3 separate regions of the Ovis aries genome follow, and all the other regions are linked to region 3. The links are chromatin contacts, called in public Hi-C maps. All regions are on one chromosome and are shown on one strand. The core of a region is the stretch at or near the end of the contact, and the rest is flanking DNA. Distances in the headings are between cores, read along the strand shown. Region 1 overlaps MAML3 (mastermind like transcriptional coactivator 3). Region 2 overlaps MAML3 (mastermind like transcriptional coactivator 3). Region 3 has its middle 95 kb from the start of SCOC.

What was found. A called contact is a pair of places that touch in the nucleus more often than the background predicts.
Region 1: a Hi-C map of liver shows a contact between it and region 3, with 3 times the contacts expected there. The contact joins two enhancer-like sites. A contact is called at or near these places in 2 of 16 Hi-C or Micro-C datasets (liver and tail adipose tissue).
Region 2: a Hi-C map of hypothalamus shows a contact between it and region 3, with 3 times the contacts expected there. The contact joins two enhancer-like sites. A contact is called at or near these places in 2 of 16 Hi-C or Micro-C datasets (hypothalamus and omental adipose tissue).

The regions. Positions count from the first base shown.
Region 1 is chr17:17,775,382-17,778,164 of ARS-UI_Ramb_v3.0, forward strand. All of the region lies in intron 1 of MAML3 (mastermind like transcriptional coactivator 3), which reads left to right. Among named protein-coding and RNA genes, the nearest start is that of TRNAC-GCA, 8.2 kb to the right of the region's middle. Within about 2 kb of position 1,445, at least 15 of the 54 cell types and tissues checked have an H3K27ac peak or open chromatin away from gene starts, as enhancers often do. A contact at or near this core is called in liver, where this site is marked.
Region 2 is chr17:17,740,528-17,743,227 of ARS-UI_Ramb_v3.0, forward strand. All of the region lies in intron 1 of MAML3 (mastermind like transcriptional coactivator 3), which reads left to right. Among named protein-coding and RNA genes, the nearest start is that of TRNAC-GCA, 43 kb to the right of the region's middle. Within about 2 kb of position 1,289, at least 31 of the 54 cell types and tissues checked have an H3K27ac peak or open chromatin away from gene starts, as enhancers often do. A contact at or near this core is called in hypothalamus, where this site is marked.
Region 3 is chr17:17,536,338-17,539,037 of ARS-UI_Ramb_v3.0, forward strand. No RefSeq gene overlaps it. Among named protein-coding and RNA genes, the nearest start is that of SCOC, 95 kb to the left of the region's middle. Within about 2 kb of position 1,279, at least 21 of the 54 cell types and tissues checked have an H3K27ac peak or open chromatin away from gene starts, as enhancers often do. A contact at or near this core is called in hypothalamus and liver, where this site is marked.

The DNA.
Region 1 (2,783 bases), core at 195-2,694, 240 kb after region 3:
AATGGAAAGGTGACCCACACCTTTGCTTTCCGTGCATCAAATCTTGTCCAGGAAACCTCGTGTATCTGGCTTGTGTTCCCTGCAATTGCTCCAAGGATGGAATTTTGCCTTGTCATCTGACCCAAGCCTAAACTTAGGGAAAGTAATGAGAGTGAGCCAGTTTTTACAGAAAAGCTGACTCTAGTGAAACATTTCCCCCCCCCAAGTCAGTTTTTTATTTGTATTTGATCTCTTCTGAATGGTGTTTGGCCCTCCTCTTTGCAAGTATTGCAGTTTCGCTGTCCAGCAAGCAGTATCTGGTAGGAGTTTTAATCAAACCCTTTGCCCTTCTTTGTGCTCGAGTAAATATGGTCAGCTTTCTTCATCCCCTCAGAAACGCTCCTACCCACTTCAGCATAGCTGCCCCACACCGGAAACCAAACACACAAACCTAAGCAAAGAGTCCAATGGCAAGGCTTATTTCTTTCCTCTTTATTCTGTGAAATATTTACACACCATTTACTCAATAGAAAACTGAAGCCATTATAAACAAACCCAGAAATAGGTGCTTTATAACCCCTGTGTGCCAGCTAGGTCGCTTCAGTCCTGACCGACTCTTTGTGACTCCGTAGACTGTAGCCCGCCAGGCTCTTCTGTCCATGGGAAACTCCAGACAAGTGTACTGGAGTCGTTGCCATTTCCTCCTCCAGGGGATCTTCCCTAGCCAGGCATCAAACTTGCATCTCTTATGTCTCCTGTGTTAGCAGGTGATTTCTTTACCACTAGCGCCACCATAGCGAGAAGATATAGACAAAAAAACAGCCACGAACAAGATTTCATTGTGCGGTTATTTTATGTGTACCTGGAAATGACGTTTTTAACAGCTCCTGTTTCCTTCTATCCTTTCCGCTGTCTCCAAGTCTTCTCCCCACCCCCACTTAGCAAAAGATAAGGCTCCTGTTTGCATGAGGGCATTTACATAGGCACGTCTTTCCTGGAGAAATACGGCAGCAGCTGAGACAGCACAGGCCTTGTTAATACTTAACACTGAGTAAACAGGGCAGGTAATGGCCACTGTGAATGCTTCCCAATGCGGTACAGCAACACAGTTGACAAAGATCAGGAAGAAAAAAAATGGCACTGCTTTTTTCGCAGGGGGAAGGACTTTCTGATGAGATGTGAAAAAACAAGGGCCTGGCATAGGTCCTGTGTCTTAAGGCCTTTGTCCCTGGGAGCACTGCTGAGCCCTCTCAAAGCTGCTGTTTAAGGATCTGCAGTCTCAGTACTGAGAAAGATGGGAACTTAGCGGTAGACTCTGTAGTACCAGGAAATCCTCTCTTTAAAGTACACAGACCTTTAATATTTCTCCAAGAAAATGAAGCAGTCAGATTAACCTACCTCAGTATTATACTGCAGGCAGCCTTTTATGCCACCTTCACTGGGGACACTCCTAGCTGCCCATTGCACACTGAAGCTGTGTGATGTATCTTTTTGAGGACCTTGAACTATTTGCTGTAAAGGACTTTGGTACTTTCCAAGAGTAACTCATGGGAAACACCTGTTAGATTAGGTCGGGTTTTCTGAAAAGATGCTGAAGGGTCCAGTTTGTGTGCAGTAGAATGATGAAGCTCTAAGATAGTTTCAGGGCATCTCCAGGGAGCTTGCTTATCCTGTTGACCGTCTTCATAAGCAGGAACCGATCATCTGGGTGACCAAGGAGTTGCCCATCTTCTGATGCGAGAGATTTAAGAATCTTTCTGTTCATTCATTCATTCTCATTCTTCCATCACTCTTGGTGATGGCAATAAAACAGTGAACAAAATATCATCCCTGCCTCAAAGAGCTTTAGATCCTTTGGGCAAACAGACAAGTAAAGGGCTAATTACAGTATGGTGAAACAGTTACAAGACACATGAGATACGCTTCATCTAGACTTCTAAGGGATCTGGGAAGATTTCACAAAAGAAGTGTCTTAGAAACCTGTTGATTTAGTAGGAGATAGTTAGTCAAAGGGCTTCCCAGGTGGCACTAGTGGCAAAGAACCCTCCTGTCAATGCAGAAAGTGTAAGAAATTCAGATTCCATCCCTGGGTTAGGAAGATCCCCTGGAGGAAGGCATGGCAATCCACTCTGATATTCTTGCCTGGAAAATCCCATGGACAGGGGAGCCTAGTAGGCAACAGTCCATAGGGTCGTGAAGGGTTTGACATGACTGAAGTGAAACTGTTGAGTGGGGAAGTTTTCAAGACTGAGAACATACACCAGATCCCTGGAAAAGAACATAGGCAATTCGGGGAATTGAAAAATATTTCAGTATGGCTGCAGGGTAGAGTTCAAGGGTAACTTAAAATGAGTCAACAGAAACCACTTGGAACTCAAGTTGATTAAGAAGCTGAGGTTTAAATAACAATTTAGAAGAGGAAAAAAAATCATCCTCCGGTGACTAACTTTTCATATTAACAATTTAAGTTGAGAGGTTAAGATTTCATGTTTCTCTAAGTAATTTTTTATCTTTTAGTTTTTGATCTTTTAAACTTTTTTATTTATTGTCAGTTATGACTACTCTTTGTTTATTACAATCATAAAAGTTGAGAAAACATATAGATGCCGAGCATTAAAGGATTAATTACATTAATTGGTAGCAAGCTAAAACACAGTATGAAAAAAAATTATAAAAAGGCATTCAGGAATGATCCAGTTTTTTCAACCCATTTTTTTTAAAGTTGTTAAGACATGAGTAGGACTTCCCTGGTGGTCCAGTGGTTAAGAATCTGTCTTGTAATGCTGAAGATATGGGTTCGATCC
Region 2 (2,700 bases), core at 39-2,538, 200 kb after region 3:
GCTGAGGATCCCTAGACCCTGAGGAGTCCCGAGTTACAGATGCTGAGGTCAGCCCAAGAAGGAGAAGCTGAAAATGTCCTCATTCAGCTACTAGGAGAGAGAAACGTGTTCAGAGGAGCCCGCCCAGTGGAGCAGAATTTGAGAACCTGGTCGGTGATAGGAGATTGTACAGCTGCACCCCGAGCAGTAGGTGTCACTCTAGTCAGTGGCTTTTACTGCTCAGAGCTGAAGGGGTTAATTGGGTCTGGTTTATTTGGGTGGATAGAGGTCCATCTGTGTCCTCTGGGCTGCTTGTCCTTGTCTCTAGGGGCCTGGGTTGACACCAGTGAAAGGCTCCAGTCCATGCTGAAAGGCACCATTTTTCTCTAAGAAGGGACGAAAGACACTCTCCCATCTGTAGTTTCGAGGCTGTTTGATGTGATGGGGTGGGTTGAGTTTACATGGGTAAGGAGGTGAGATAATCCTTCTAAAGTCTGGTGGGGGACCTGGGATGGAGGGGAAGGGAAAATTCTATTAAGAGAAATGAAAGAAGGGACAGCGGAATACATTTCCTTGTTGTTATTGGCCCTGGGCCCTGTTATATCCAGGCAGTGTGAGCTTTCAGAACTTCTATCGGCATCCTTCTCAGAAATTTCCCTTTACCACAAAGGAAGCAAGGCAAAAAAAAAACAAAAAACCAAAACCACCTCTCTCTAGCAGAGATGTACTTCTCTTTTGCCACTTACCACTCCAGAAAGTTAATTCTCAAATGCTAAAATGGAATTTAGGATTTAGAAAGAGCTACTGTTGACTAATTAAAAAAAAATTCCTGGGATTACATAGCCAATTGCTTTTTCAAGTACACCCAATTTTCCTTTTCCTTTTCTAGTAGCACCCTGGTGTGAAAACAAAATAAAACCGAGGAAACCCACTGGACAGTTTTAGGTTCCTCTTATCTCCTTTTTTTTGCCTAGAGAACCCCATCTATCTCCCCACCCACCACCCAGGCAGCACAGTGTCATTTGTCCTTTTAAAAAAATACATGAAGGCTTTCTGTATATGATTTATATCCAGATACTCATTAAAAATAACTCCTGTCCAGTCTCCGCTCTCCCCGCCCCGTGCCTGCCGGTTGGTTGTAGTTAACACCCTGATTAAGCCTTGCTCCTAATGGTGCAATATGTTAAGCTCAGACTGCTCTCTTTCTCTCCACCCCCTCCCCCCTTTTCTGTCTCCCTCTGAGCTAGTGGCTTGTTTTAAACCATCCGCACGCTCGCAGGAGCCAGGTGGCGTTGCTTCCTGCCTCCCCTGCTCGCTGTTGCTAAGTGAGAGGCACCAGATCACACGTAAAGCTGAACCAATAGCATCCTGACCCCCATAGGCTGGTAAAAGCCGAAGAAAAGAGACTCCCACCGTGTTGTCGGTGGCCGGCGGGTCCTCCTCCCCCTCCCACTCCCCTCCCACCTTTTCTTTTCCAACAGGAAGGGGAGGCGGTGAGGGAGACGAGCCGGCAGGAGGAAGAGGGAAGAAAGAGGATGGGGGAGGTGAAGCCTCCTATGCCTCGCTGTACTTGAGATAAATGCCATTTTTTCTTTGTGAAGAAAAGGAACGGGCGCTTCTCTTGAGCAATCACAGACGGGCAGTTATGCGGCTTTCTGCCCCCAAACTGCCTGTGTTGTCAAAGCTCAAACTCTGAATAAGACGTCCGTTCCTCCTCTGTCTCTCCCCCTCTCTTCATCACGGTGAATCTTTTAATCCCGACAGTTTTGCAGATCTCTGTTCATTCTTCCTCTTCACCTCTCCATTTCCTTTCTGTCTCCCAGGATTCTCCCAGTCCAGAATGCCTTTCCCTCAATGTACAAGTGAGCAGAGGATATTTTATCAGATCGTCCTAGGGAACAAGCAAGAGAGGAGGAATATTTATAAAGGCAATTAAAAACAAAATCCGCACCCCCCCCCCTTTAGAATGTCATCGTCTTTGGCAGGGTCTGTACAAGCACAAAGTGAAATGAAAGGCTGCTCTTAACTGGATAACTGCCAGTGGAGACACCCAGAGGTATAGTTGCCAGTATAGAGAGGAAATGACCTTTCTCCTATAATTACCTAGATATTTTGGGTAGCGTCAGACCCAAGTTACCTGGGTAATTATGGCTTTGTAGATCTGACCTCAGAACAAAACAGATTCCAGTGAAGTTCTCGTAGAAATTTTTGCTCTCTTTGGTGATAAGAATGGCATAGGCATCCATTGCTTTTGCAACCAGGTGAAGTCCAGATATAGGGGGGACTTCCTTTGGTTCTTTTGTCTGATAGGTTCTAATTTCTCCCGACCTTTTGGAGGTGGCTTATTATTTGGGCGCTCATGTGCCTTTGGAAAAAATAACCTGTGTTTATTTCTCAGTAAAGAAGAGTGTTGTGGTTTCCTGTAAGCTATTCTTGGATCTGCTTGTGTTTTGGGGGGATATCAAAAGGACGATACTCGCGGTTAAAACTGCCCATTTCCCTCAAGAAATGGTCCTTCCATACTTGAAATACTTTCTGGGCCAGAAATCCAGTCTCCTTATTCAGTATCATACAGAAAAGTGATCATTATCCTCCCACTCCACCTGCTTTTTCCAGCCCTTCTACTAATTTTTGTCTTTGTGTCTTTTTTTTCCTTTGAAACAATGCTAAAATGGTTTCATAAAGGGCAGCATGGGAGATCAGATTAACTGAAAGGGAATT
Region 3 (2,700 bases), core at 29-2,528:
CTCAGAAAAAGCATCTTCTAGTGAATTGTGGATAATTGTATAGGTTTTACATATTAACTTATCACAGCAAAAATAACAAAATTAAGGAATGAAGATAATGTCCATATTGCACCCCTCAACCCCTCCTTCATTCTACAGAGGGAAAGCGGTGAAAAGGGAATAAAAGGGCTGCCGCCAATCAAGGAAGTTTACACTTCAGCCCACCCCGATCAGGCCTAGTTACCACTGGTCTTTGTGCACACAACTCACTGCCTGGGGGGTTGTTCAGCCAGAAAGGACAGGGTGAGAGAGTCAGGGGGTGCTGGGCATCAGGACATTAAATAGCAGATCATACTAGAAACCAGGGCTCAGGATACAAGCTTTCTGGTCCCAAATGCATCTCTAATCACTTTCATGACTTTGGACAAGGCATTCTACCCGCTTCCTGTGTACAACTGAGGAGGTTGGTCTAAGTGTTCTCCAAGGCTCCTAATAGCTCCTTAAAATTAGTGTCGTTTTGGTAAAGTGAGTGTAGGGAGGTTGTGAAATGAAGCATGATTATCCCTGTTGGCTGTAAAAGAAAAGGCCCTTGAAGGCAGTGAGAAAACAATCCACAAGGAATCCTTGTGCTGGGTTAGGCAACTATACAGAAACACAGAATAATGTGTCCTGCATAACACCAGTACATGAGGCCATATAAAACTGGGTTCAGGTAAGAAAGCCCACATCTTAACGCAGAAAACCAGGCTTCTGAACCTGATCAGGCATACAACTAAGCTGTGCCCTAGCTTCCTTACAGTCTCTCTCCGTGATAATGTAGCACCTTGCGCACACAATTAAATGTCAGCCACAGAAAACATTTCCCTTGGCTTTGTTGTTCCAGAAGGGGATTCTTTTGTCCTCAACATAATGGATATGCAGAAACAATGATAGAACAGACTTTTTTTTTTTCCTAAAGCGATGACAAACACACTGCTGCTTCCTCCCTCCCTCCTTTCCTCTTATCCCCACCCCCCAAAATAAATCATTGCTTTTTTAAAAAAAAATCCCATTGTCTATTGTCCACGGAGATTAAGATCTGCCTAGGAACCGCGCTGGCGGGCTCGAAGCTGCCGCGAGCAGCCGGTAGGTGGCGCACGAAGGCAGCGCAGGCGGGAGCTCGGGACCCATCCCGGCGGGGGCGGTGGGGGGCGGTGGGTGCGGGGGAATCTCACCGCCCCCACGCCCGCCCGCCGCCGCCTTCCACCCCCTCCTCACGTGCTAATTGCTGAATACTCTACTGGGACTTGGGTTAAGGGAAAAGAAAGCGGGAATGGGAGGTGGGGGAGGGAGGTGGGGAATCCGGTTCCGAATACACAAAGCCTCCGGGGTCGACGGCCGAGGAGCAGGGCGTCCCCTCCCTTCCCCCAGTCACCCACCACCGTCCGGCCGCACCCGGCGGAGGCTCCGGCCAGACGGGCAGACCGACCACTGGCGGTGGGAGGCGGGTGGTGAGGGGTGGGGATCGCCGGGGGAAAGGGATCGGGGGTGTGATCTGTGTTCAGAGCCCCACGCCCCGGTCCTTGGCGCACGCCTAAGCCTGGATACCTCCCTCTCTAGCTCATCCATCCAGAGCACCCCAGTTGCTGTCCAGCCGAGCATGAGGCTGCCTTCCGACTCGGGCAAGGCCAAGGCCAGGATCGCTGCAGGCCCGGCCCCCAAGCAACAGGGTCGGGTGGGTCCCGGAGGAGCAGGCTCCCATGTGGCTGCCTGAGCACGGCTGGCGCCATCCGCATGCGTCCCTCAGGAGGACTGGCGACCCTGCCCCTCCCTGGTCGCGGGCTGGCACTGTCACCCCGCCCTGAAAGGGCCACGCGGTCATCCACGACCCTCAACCTCTGTCTAGTAGAACATGGTGTTACATGCTTGATGGGCCTAAAGTCAGATGCCTGGGTTGAAATGTGAGCTTTGACACCTGGGGTCTTTTGATCTTGGGGATGTCCCTAAACTCCCCAATCTTCCTTCTCCCCAACTATTAAAAGCGGCAGTAATGCTTACCTTACAATAATGATGTGAGGATTTTTTAAAAGTGATGCTTAACTTAGCAGGAGGCCAGCCTAGAGTAACTTAGTATTAACAACCCGACTCTCCTTGGAGCTGGAGGAAGATGCCCAGTTTGCTGCCCCCTGAGACCCATCTGGCGTCTCTGTCTCCTAGACTGAGGAGAAGCGGGCCAAGAGATGAGCTGAAGAACATCCACAGACTGGTCACTCCCAACAGCAAATGCCATTAGTTTGTCCTTCTTCGGCCCTCTGCCTCTATCCATCTTCCTGCCCCTGATGCTGGGCCGTGGCAGTGTGGGGACCCTGTCCTCTCCTCCCTCTTTCCTGGGTATATGTTCTCTTCTCAGTTGGAAAGGTCTCAGAGAGTGTATAACATGGGCTCTAGGGTCAGACACACTCAGACTGGAAAATTCTGAGCCCACGTCTCCTAGCTGGGACATTGGGTGTGTCATTTAACCTCCCTGATCTTCAGTTTGCAGGTTTATGAAATGGTGGTCATGATTCTTACCTAAGGGTTCCTCTGAAGATTAAAGGAGATAATGTTTCTAAACAGCCAGGTATGTACTATCTGTTCAGTCAGTTTTTAAGTTTACAGTTGAAATTAGGTCAGATTATCTTGCAGATCACTGGAGTTTCTGCAGACAGCCACCAAAGTTGAACCCCCAGAACTACTACCGTT